Regions from separate parts of the Oryctolagus cuniculus genome. Here region 1 is linked to region 2. A link is a contact called in public Hi-C data. All regions are on one chromosome and are shown on one strand. Each heading gives the region's core, a stretch centred on a gene start, on an enhancer-like site or on the middle of the called end of the contact. The rest is flanking DNA. Distances are from core to core; before and after follow the strand shown.

Region 1 (5,756 bases), core at 1,097-3,596, 920 kb after region 2:
TGCCTGTGGGACACACCCCCACCTTGTCCCCTCACCCACAGCAGTACCAGTACCCTCTCCTGGGCAGCCATGGGAACCCCACCCATCAGCACGTGCAGCGGCTCAGGCTGTGCTTTTGGTCCAATCCACTCCCCTAGGCCCCAGGCCAGGAGCCTCTGCTCTCAGCAGCCAGAGGAGCCAAACTCTAAGCTCTCGGGCTCCCAGCCTGATCCCCTTAAGCCACGAGTCATGAGCCCTCGCTTCTTCATTCGTGTCCAAGAGGAAAAGGATCAGTCAGGATGAAAAGGGGAAGTGGAAAGGATTAAGAGCGTCCCAGGGGCCGGGGCTGTGGCACAGCAGGGAAAGCCACCACCGCCTGCAGTGCCGGCATCCCATATGGGTGCCAGTTCGCATCCTGGCTGCTCCACCTCCAATCCAGCTCTCTGCTGTGGCCTGGGAATGCAGTAGAAGATGGCCCAAGTGCTTGGGCCCCTGCACCCACATGGGAGACCCAGAAGCTCCTGGCTCCTGGCTTCGAATTGGCGCAGCTCCAGCCATTGCGGCCATTCAGGAAATGAACCAAAAGACATAAGATTCTCTCTCTCTCTCGCTCGCTCTCTCTCTCTCTGCCTCTGCCTCTCTGTACTCTGCCTTTCAAATAGATAAATCTTAAAAAAAAAAAAATGTCCCAGTCATTTGCCAGGTCAGGTGGCTCTCAGCCGGCTCCAGGCGGACACCGGGCCCCATCGTCAGCCCTGAAGGAGGGCTGAGCAGGTTCTAGCCACATACCGTGCTGTGTGGGTGCTCACACACATGCATGCACACACATGGGGCACACATGCACGTGCGCACATGTGGTCATGTGCACACCCCACCAGGAACACCACTGGGTCCCGTGCCTTTCCCAGACTGAGTCGCTGCATGCCATCCAGGAAGGAGCCAGCAAATGTGCGTTTCTCCCAAAAGTGGTTCATCCTGCCTGGGGGGCCCGGGGGCAGCAGAGCGTCACAGAGTGGGAGGCCAGCGGGAAGAAGGACCCCCAGGCAGGGACACAGCCCAGGCCTGTGACGAATGCAGACAGAGGGCCCAGCTGCCTCCCTCAAACCCCATTACCTCTAGGACAGGAAGTCCAAGCAGCACAGAGCACACCAAAAAATGTAGAGAGGAAAAATGAGTTTTCTCCATTAAAGCAGAAATATTTATTTGCCACTACCTTCAGTTTTATGTAACTATTTATAGGTTATTCACCAAAACTGCTGTTCTCTTAACGTGGCCATAAGCCTAGCAACCAGAATGAGGCCACTCCCACTCGCAGCCGGCTGATGGACACCCACTCCCTAGGGCCAGTCAGTGGCCCAGCTCCCCGGGCTCGCCCCACCCATGAGCACCTGAGGTGCAGGTGCGCCCTGTTTCCCCCTCTGCTCCTGTGGAACCCGGTGGCAAGTGTTTGGGGACAGGGCCCTGACGTCCGCGGTGGCTACTCCACAGCTTCCCCGTACCCAGCCTCCAGGTCCTGCCACTGCCGCAGCCAGCCTCCTCGGTGAGTGCCAGCCGGGTGTGCCACGAGGCTCGTCCCGCCAGGAAGGGCAGAGGGAGAAGCTGGGCTTGCAGAGGTGGGCTGTGGTTTGCAGACAGAGCTTTGCCCAGGGCTTGCACTGGGGCCCCCACACCCGCAGGCGGCAGGTGCAGCATCCTTGCCCAGGTGAAGAGCCGGCTGCAGGATGCTGCCCGCCCAGGGGCTCACATGGTGACCAGGGAGGGAGATGGACATGGACCCAGGCCCTCGGCCCCCTGTTCCTGTCCTGCCCCTGAGGCCCTGCATCTGGGAGAGCAGGCAGATTCCGCAGCAGAGAACAGCAGGGGGACAAGGAGACGGGGCGGAGGAGTGCGTGGGGGTGTGTGCGCTCCTCAATTCCAGGTGCCCCTCCCAGCACATCAGCGCCCCCCACCCCGTGACAAAGTGGCCCCTCATCCCCTGCTCAGGCACAGGTTCTGCAGGGGTGAGGGGTTCTGATCGCTCACTCCCCCGGTGGAGACAGCAGGCACCTTTGGGGTGGCAGAAGACTCCCCCACACCCCCCATTCCCCCCTTCTCAGCCCAGACCCCCCACACCCCCCATCCCCCCTTCTCAGCCCAGACCCCCCAGGGGCTGTGCCCATAGCCGCATCCTACTGGTCCGTGTGATCTCACAGATCTCTCTTTATCAGAGAAACAAATCGCAGCCTCATTTGCCTGGCGTTTTTTAAACCTGAGTTCCGGATTTCCTCTTAAATACTAACTAAACGCACAACCTGTTTCAGGGCCCCGCCTACCGAGAGGGGAAGCCTGGACCAGCCCAGGTCTGGGGAATGGTCTGGCTGAGGCAAGACTGCCCCCTCTCTTCAGCGGGGCGCACTGCAGGGAACTCCTGGAAGGGGTCCCCCGCCAGAGGAGGGGGAAGGGCCGGGATGTGCACTCTGCCCCTGGGACCACCTGGGACCTGGCCAGGAGGCGTCCTGGGGTCCAGGGAGTGGGGGCAAGCCCAGAGCAGACGGGAGGAAAAGGTGCGGATGATTCTAGGTAATGAAGGAGTCGCAGGCGGCAGATTCCAGGAGGCTCAGAGGTGGCAGCACAGTCGCCCGGCTGACAGGTGGAACTTGAGGTCCCTGCTGAAGAGGGGCACATGCTGGGAGCAGCAGGGGTGTGGGACGATGGGGAAGCAGGTGATTTGGGTTAGGGGTTGCGGGGTTTGAGGCCTGCGAGACACCCACATGGAGACACACACAGGACACAGCCCCTTGCAGCTGCAGGCCCTGGGTCAGGCGCGGGGAACTCCCCACACTGTCTCCCTGGCTGGCACGCACGGGTGCACCTGCTCAGGGCTGCTGTGGCCTAAGAAGCCGAGTTTCGGTTTCTCACCTTTGGGGCTAAGCTGTCCTCACTGACCCCACAGCCTCTTCCCAGCTTGAAAGCTACCTGGCAGTTCTGTGGGAGGGGGCACGGACGTGGAGGAGACTCGGAACTGGCCTCACCACCTGCACCCCCAACCAGGAAAACGCCCTGGGAACACGTCGAGACATAGGCAGAAGGGTGCGGGTGGCCCACGCACTCTGGCCCACCCAGGGCTATGCCCCGCCCAGCTCCCCATTTCAGAGACCCGCCCAGGCCAGCGCCGCCCCCTCGCTCGCACAAGCTCACCCCACTGCGGGCAGCGGCCAGCCCCCTGGTGGCTGACCCCCCACTCCGGCTCCTGAGAGCCTGTTAAGGTCTGGAGTCCTCCTCCCACCAGAACGTCTGAGGCTCTGACGTCAGGACTTCCCCAGGACCAGGCTGTGGCACTGACAACAAATGAACGAACTCTGAGCTGTTCTTAAAGTGAGGTGTCGGGGACGTATGTATGTGTATATGCGTACATGCGTATATTGTATATGTGTGCGGTGCACGTGTGGTATATGTGTATGTACATGTGTGCATGTGTATGTGCCTGTGTGTGTACATGTGGTGTATGCATATGTGTATATGTGCATGTGTATAGTATGTGTGTGCTGTGTGCATGTGTGTAGTATGTGTATTGTGGTATGTGCATATATGTAAATGTGTATATGTAAATGTGTGTGGTATGTGGTGTGTCTGTATTAATGTGTAATGTGTGTGGTGTATACATTGTGTGACATGTATGTATGTGTGCAGCATGTGTATGCGTACATGTATATTGTATATGTATATGTATGTGTGGTACACGTGTGGTATATGTGTATATATGTATTGTGGCATGTATATGTACATGTGTGCATGAATGTGTATATGTGTGCCTGTGTGTACATGTGGTGTATGCATGTGTATATGTGCATGTGTATAGTGTGTGTGGTGTGTATGTGTATTGTGGTATGTGCATATATGTATATGTGCATATATGTAAACGTGTGTGTGGTATGTGGTGTGTCTGTATTAATGTGTAATGTGTGTGGTATGTGCATTGTATGGCATGTGTGTGCAGCGTATGTGTACATGTATATTGCATACATGTGGTGTGTGTATGCACGAGGTGTGTGTATGCATGCGTGTATGGTGTGTATATATGCACATGTATATGTGTGTGGTATGTGTATAGGATGTGTACACATGCATATGTATGTGGTACATGTGAATGTGTGTATACATGTGTGAATGTGCATGTGTGTTTACTGGTCACTACATTTCCTCTACTCTTCCAAGTCACCTGAGGATTGGCAGAATCTCACAGGTGTGAGGGTAAACTGTGCAGGTCGGACTGTCCCAGGAAGGTGGGATTAACACAAGCCTGCATCTGCCCACAGCAGGGGCATCCGTGTGCCCCACCTGCCCTTGGGTCCCGGTGCCTGGCTGCTGACCACGGGTCACTTGGGTTCACAAGAGCTGGCACCGGAAAGCTGTGGCCACTGCATGGGGAGTCCAGGAACCCCGACCATGAACAGCTCACTGGGGTTGCAGGGCTCCGAGCCAAGGTGGGGATCCTGCCAGGCAGCAAACTCACAGCCGAGCCACACGGTGAGGTCACAGTCACAGTGGACAGGAACCAGACACCCCCGTGTGCTGATGTCCCTCTCAAGCCCAGGGAGGACACGCAGCCCTGTCACCGGACGGGGCAGGCCTCCTTTCCTCCTGGGAGTCTCCTGCTTTCCATGGCTGGGGCCAGGACACATTCCTTCCCCGGGGACCCCGGGAGTGCAGGGCCCGTCTCACTGCTCCCCTCGGGCTCCAGGTCCACCTCTAACCTGGCTCCCTCTAGATGCCGGAGTCACTTCCTGTCAGGCTCCTTGGTCCCCTGCAGGCATGGGCTCCGGGGAGGCCGCACTGCCAATCACAGGGAAACCCAGAGGCCAAGGGCAATGCCCTCCTGCCTACCCCGTCCACCTGGCGCTCTCGCCAGGACCCTAAGTCAGCCATGTCTCAGCCCCTCCAGCATAGACCTGCCCCTCCACACCCCATGGGCCCACTCTACATCCAGTCTGCTCGAGTCTCCACAGCGTGGCTGGATGGTGCCCGCCAGCCCTGGGTTTCAGCCTGATCTGGGGGCACCAGGCTGCGGTCATCCCTCTCCCCAAGCACCTGCTTCCCTAGAGTGGACGTCAAGGTCAGGGCTGTCGCGTCCACCAGAACCACCTCGGGGAGGAGGGACGCTTGCCCACGATGCCTGGCTTTGCACAGTGCAAGGCCCTGTGGCTGACGGCTCTAGAGCACCCAGGGGGCCTTGCAGCCTGCTCAGAGTTGTCACTCACCGACCTAGAAAAATTCTTACACACGTTTCCTTTCACATTCCAAATCCGTCACGTCTGAAGCTACGTTCTGATCGTGTGGTCTGCAATGCCGTCTTTCGTGGCGTGACCACCCAGGAGAGGTGGAAGCAGCAAACATTTCCTGGGGAAGCCTGCACACAAAGCATCACACCCAGCCTCTCAGAGAGCGTGTGCAAACAGCATTGGGCACATACTCTGGATCCCTGTCACCTTCACGGTGAGAACAGGACCTGTCTCGGTTCCTTTTCTCTTGCTCAGGCCTTGGACAAAGGCCAGGACCCCAACCCGATTTAAAGAAGCAGCCACCAAATGACCTCTCCCGCCCACTCCCCGCCCTGTGACACCTCTTCCACACCAGGTTCCCGGCCAGTGCAGACGTCACACTTACCTCGAGGGGAAAGCAGACTCAAACACAAAACTGGTTTCCAAAGTTTATTAAAAATCAAAGAATAGAAAAACTTTACATAAAAATATGTCGATTTTAGCTTCCACATTGTTGTCCACACACAAAAAAAATCGAAA
Region 2 (5,569 bases), core at 1,440-3,939:
CTGCCTTAGGCTCCATGGGTCCTGGGGTCAGGTATCTGCCTTAGGCTCCATGGGTCCTGGGGTCAGGTATCTGCCGTAGGCTCCATGGGTCCTGGGGTCAGGTATCTGCCTTAGGCTCCATGGTTCCTGGGGTCAGGTATCTGCCTTAGGCTCCATGGGTCTTGGGGTCAGGTATCTGCCTTAGGCTCCATGGTTCCTGGGATCAGGTATCTGCCTTAGGCTCCATGGTCCTGGGGTCAGGTATCTGCCTTAGGCTCCATGGGTCCTGGGGTCAGGTATCTGCCGTAGGCTCCATGGTCCTGGGATCAGGTATCTGCCTTAGGCTCCATGGTTCCTGGGATCAGGTATCTGCCTTAGGCACCATGGTCCTGGGGTCAGGTATCTGCCTTAGGCTCCATGGGTCCTGGGGTCAGGTATCTGCCGTAGGCTCCATGGTCCTGGGATCAGGTATCTGCCTTAGGCACCATGGTCCTGGGGTCAGGTATCTGCCTTAGGCTCCATGGGTCCTGGGGTCAGGTATCTGCCTTAGGCTCCATGGGTCCTGGGATCAGGTATCTGCCTTAGGCTCCATGGGTCCTGGGGTCAGGTATCTGCCTTAGGCTCCATGGTCCTGGGATCAGGTATCTGCCTTAGGCTCCATGGGTCCTGGGGTCAGGTATCTGCCTTAGGCTCCATGGGTCCTGGGGTCAGGTATCTGCCTTAGGCTCCATGGGTCCTGGGGTCAGGTATCTGCCTTAGGCTCCATGGGTCCTGGGGTCAGGTATCTGCCTTAGGCTCCATGGGTCCTGGGATCAGGTATCTGCCGTAGGCTCCATGGGTCCTGGGATCAGGTATCTGCCGTAGGCTCCATGGGTCCTGGGGTCAGGTATCTGCCTTAGGCTCCATGGGTCCTGGGGTCAGGTATCTGCCGTAGGCTCCATGGGTCCTGGGGTCAGGTATCTGCCTTAGGCTCCATGGGTCCTGGGGTCAGGTATCTGCCGTAGGCTCCATGGTCCTGGGATCAGGTATCTGCCTTAGGCTCCATGGGTCCTGGGGTCAGGTATCTGCCTTAGGCTCCATTGGTCCTGGGGTCAGGTATCTGCCTTAGGCTCCATGGTTCCTGGGGTCAGGTATCTGCCTTAGGCTCCATGGGTCCTGGGGTCAGGTATCTGCCTTAGGCTCCATGGGTCCTGGGGTCAGGTATCTGCCTAGGGCTCCATGGGTCCTGGGGTCAGGTATCTGCCTTAGGCTCCATGGTTTCTGGGGTCAGGTATCTGCCTTAGGCTCCATGGTCCTGGGGTCAGGTATCTGCCTTAGGCTCCATGGTTCCTGGGGTCAGGTATCTGCCTTAGGCTCCATGGTCCTGGGGTCAGGTATCTGCCTTAGGCTCCATGGGTCCTGGGGTCAGGTATCTGCCTTAGGCTCCATGGGTCCTGGGGTCAGGTATCTGCCTTAGGCTCCATGGGTCCTGGGGTCAGGTATCTGCCTTAGGCTCCATGGGTCCTGGGGTCAGGTATCTGCCTTAGGCACCACGGTTCCTGGGGTCAGGTATCTGCCTTAGGCTCCATGGGTCCTGGGGTCAGGTATCTGCCTTAGGCTCCATGGGTCCTGGGGTCAGGTATCTGCCTTAGGCTCCATGGGTCCTGGGGTCAGGTATCTGCCGTAGGCTCCATGGGTCCTGGGGTCAGGTATCTGCCTTAGGCACCACGGTTCCTGGGGTCAGGTATCTGCCGTAGGCTCCATGGGTCCTGGGGTCAGGTATCTGCCTTAGGCTCCATGGGTCCTGGGGTCAGGTATCTGCCTTAGGCTCCATGGGTCCTGGGGTCAGGTATCTGCCTAGGGCTCCATGGGTCCTGGGGTCAGGTATCTGCCTTAGGCTCCATGGGTCCTGGGGTCAGGTATCTGCCTTAGGCTCCATGGGTCCTGGGGTCAGGTATCTGCCTTAGGCTCCATGGGTCCTGGGGTCAGGTATCTGCCTTAGGCACCATGGTTCCTGCTGGGGCTGGGCGGTGCCTGCTGCTTGCCAGACTTGTTAGCATTTGGGGATTTTAGTTTCAGGCATCACATAAAACCACATTCATTTTTATTTCAAAATCAGCAGGACAAGCCGAAATGAAATTTCCATTTCTAAATCTCAGTTCTTGAGTTTGATGCTTCAAGTAGGGGACCTTGGGGTCTTCATCGATAGAGGGAGTCACCCTACAGAGAAAACCTGAGGATGAGCCACTGGGGATCCTCGGGTGTTCTGGTTTGAAAGGCATCGCGGCAGGGGAAGAAACTCCTACCACCAGCCCCCATCACGGGGTCCTGCCCCTTCCCGCCCCAGGTGCGCCTTGGTGTGCTTGTCCGCGGGGTCCCCCTCCCACTGCCCCTCGTCCTAGAGGGCGCTCCCTGACCCTCTCGGTCTTCGCTAGCCTTTTCCTTTGAACACACGCAGCTCCTAAGTTCACAACTCTGCCCCGCAAGCGGCTCTCCGAGCCCGTACGGCCAGGAGTGCACGGGGCCAAAGCGGGTTAACACCTGCGCTGGCCCGGGCGCCCCTGGATAAGCCACAGGTGGCCCCCGGGCGCAGAAGACGGCCGGGCCTCCTCCCTCGGGAGCTGAGGGCTGGCGGGACGCCAGGCGTGGCCGCAGGTGCCCCGGGAGTCATCCCTGCCCCCGCCGCCTCGGCCCAGCCGCGGGTCGCCAGGCCACAGTGTCCAGGCAACGGCCGAACGCGGGCGCAGTGCCAAACGCAGGCGCCGGGCCAGAGAGCGGACGCGGCCTGGGTCCCTGGGCGGGCGGAGGCGATGGACCAGGACGGCCTGGAGGAGGAAGAGGAGATCACGGCCGCCACACTGCGGGCCAGGCCGCGGCCGCTGCCCATCTCGGCGCTGTCGGCCTTCAGCTACGTCCCGCCGCGGCGCCTGGACCCCAAGGAGTACAGCTACTACTACCGCCAGGGCCAGGTGTGCGGGGGGCGGGGGGGAGCCGGGTCGCGGGGACAGAGAGGGGCGCGTCCGGGGAGAGGGGTCGGGCCTGGCTGGGTCACGGAGGGTGCCCTTCGGGGAAGGGAGGGAGCTGCTCGCTGGGCGTCTGAGTTCCTGAAGAGCCAGGGACTCCTACCAGGACAGCGGGGTGCCCTGTGTCCAGGACCTGGAGAAGGGTCCGGGACACCGGGGTTGCCCGGTAGGTGGGAGCACATCTCCCTCCGGAGTGGGGGGCGGCAGGCAGGTCCAGGGCGGCCGTGGGGGTGGGGGCACAGGGCATGAGGGCCTCTGTCTGCCTGAAAAGGGGAGAAAAAGGCAGATCTGACCAGGCCCCTGCCGGGAGCCATTGCAGGGGTGGGAGGTAGTGGGCCCCGGAGTCTGGCAGGGCCCAGGGTCGCATGCACCTCCCACCCGCTGCCCAAGACATAGGCTACACGAGGGCTTGCAGCGGGTCACCTGTTCCTTTCTCCCTGCTGCTGTCTCTAAATGTCTACCGCGTGTTCTGCTCAGGAGGTGGGTGCAGGGGTCTCATTACTGAAAGGGAGGCCTGGGCCCTTCAGTCTGCACAGTGGCGCCAGAGCTGGCCTTTCTCAACCCAGCTAAAAGTGGCCCAGAGTAGGGGCATGGGGTAGCCAGGTACCCGGGAGCAAGGTGTGTAGAGTGAGCCCCCCAAATGCCTCTTTGCTTTCCTCCCCCCACCCCCCAGGCCTGGAGCCCCCGTCAGATCGGAGCACATGGCTGTGCTAGTGAGGCTTCAAGTGGAAGGGCACGGCCCAGAGTTAGCCTGGTGTGACGCTAGCGTCGGCGACTGCTGTAGATGCGCGTGCTAGAGTCCCAACCTTCTTACCTGAGAACGTGAGCCTGCTTGGAGATAGAATTACCCAGAAATGATCAGAGGGAGGCTGCTGGGGTAGGCCATAACCCAGCATCCCCCAGTCATTATGAGAAGGGGACATCTGCCACTGAGCAGGTGCCTCCAGGGGCAGCCTGGACAGGTCCTCCCTGGGCCCTCAGAGGGAGCCAGCCCTGCACACACCTGGCTCCTCTACCTGAAGCTGCCGTTCGTGCTGTTTATGCCCTGACGCGGGGTGCTTGGTGAGGGCAGCTCCGGTCCCCGGGTGCATCCCACGCAACCCCAGGTGTCCCCAGCAGTGTCCCTGACATTGGAGGATGCCTCTGGGTGGGAGAGTGGAAAGGGACACTCATCCAGCCACTGCAGCCCCAGGCTTGGATTCTGCTGATGTTCACGCTTGGGGGACCTGGAGCAGTGGGTCCCAAGCTCATCGCTGCCCTGCCGTGGGCCTCTTTATTCCCCAGGGGCAACAGGTTTTGAAAGAACTGTAGGGCCGGCGCCACGGCTCACTAGGCTAATCCTCCACCTTGCGGCGCCGACACACCGGGTTCTAGTCCCGGTCGGGGCGCCGGATTCTGTCCCGGTTGCCCCTCTTCCAGGCCAGCTCTCTGCTGTGGCCAGGGAGTGCAGTGGAGGATGGCCCAAGTGCTTGGGCCCTGTACCCCATGGGAGACCAGGAGAAGCACCTGGCTCCTGCCATCGGATCAACGCAGTGCGCCGGCCAAGGCGGCCATTGGAGGGTGAACCAATGGCAAAGGAAGACCTTTCTCTCCGTCTCTCTCACTGTCCACTCTGCCTGTCAAAAAATAAATAAAATAAAAATTAAAAAAACTAAACAGTCTATCTGATTTTGCATGTTAAGTGTACAATGTTTATAGGACTGCCAACTAATCTTCAATTACTATGGAGTATTCACAGAATGAGAAAAATTGTCAAAGTTAGGAGTCTTGCTGTTTTAAGTTGGACAGTGGTCATTTACTGGGAATAGAAAATCCTTGGCTTTTTAGCCACAATAAAACACTCAGAATACACCATTTTGAGGGGTTCCAGTAAATACCGCCTTGGTGCTATAAAGAAATAGGACAAAAGACGAAGCAGGTGGAGGTCAGGATCTGCACTGGTCAGCGATAAAGGCCAGGCTGTGGGACCCTGCTGAGAGCTCTGGGCACCCAAGCTTGTGGATAGTGCAGTCCAGACCTGGGCACAAGCAGGCAGAGCCGCCCACCCAGCCGCAGCAGCAGGGGCCGCAGGGAAAAGCATAGGGTAATCATCTGCTCCTGTGGGCAGGGCCGAGGGAAAGGGGGCGGAGTTGAGCCTGGCAGCTCCGGTTTAATCTTTTTGAATTTGCCAGTCTGGAGTCAAATCCACCAAGACAGGCCTGGAGTGAGCAAGGCCTCCGTCACCTGGAAGGAGGGTGAGGATGGGCCAGAGGTGTGCCTGTCAGCCGAGGAAGGCGCCTGGGCCACAGGTGGGTGGTCCACCCACCACCTGTTTTAACCAAGTCTAATTAGAATATAGCCTCATACTATTCTCCTAGTACTGTCTATGGCTATGGCACAGAACTGAATAATTTCCGTAGAGACCACTGTGCCTGACCTTTACCTGCTCCAAGGCCTCTGGGAGGTGGGGGTGATGCTCAGAACAAATGCAGCAAAGTGGGCTTGGGGTAATGTTGATAGGACAAGTCAAGTCCTGGGCCTTTGATGTCACACAGAAGAAAATGCAACAGAAATGCTAACTTCTAAGAGGGCCTTCAAAGAACAAGGGA

The links. A called contact is a pair of places that touch in the nucleus more often than the background predicts.
Region 1: a Hi-C map of an unstated tissue shows a contact between it and region 2, with 2.4 times the contacts expected there. The contact joins the enhancer-like site here to the promoter of CFAP90 in region 2. A contact is called at or near these places in 2 of 6 Hi-C or Micro-C datasets (ear pinna and an unstated tissue).

What each region holds. Positions count from the first base shown.
Region 1 is chr14:93,538,010-93,543,765 of mOryCun1.1, forward strand. It overlaps TENT4A (terminal nucleotidyltransferase 4A), which reads right to left. Exons shown (of 13, transcript XM_002721816.5): 13 at 5,654-5,756. Among named protein-coding and RNA genes, the nearest start is that of TENT4A, 44 kb to the right of the region's middle. Within about 2 kb of position 2,347, at least 1 of the 8 cell types and tissues checked has an H3K27ac peak or open chromatin away from gene starts, as enhancers often do.
Region 2 is chr14:92,614,126-92,619,694 of mOryCun1.1, forward strand. It overlaps CFAP90 (cilia and flagella associated protein 90), which reads left to right and starts at 2,690. Exons shown (of 3, transcript XM_008248839.4): 1 at 2,690-2,927. The coding sequence starts at 2,769.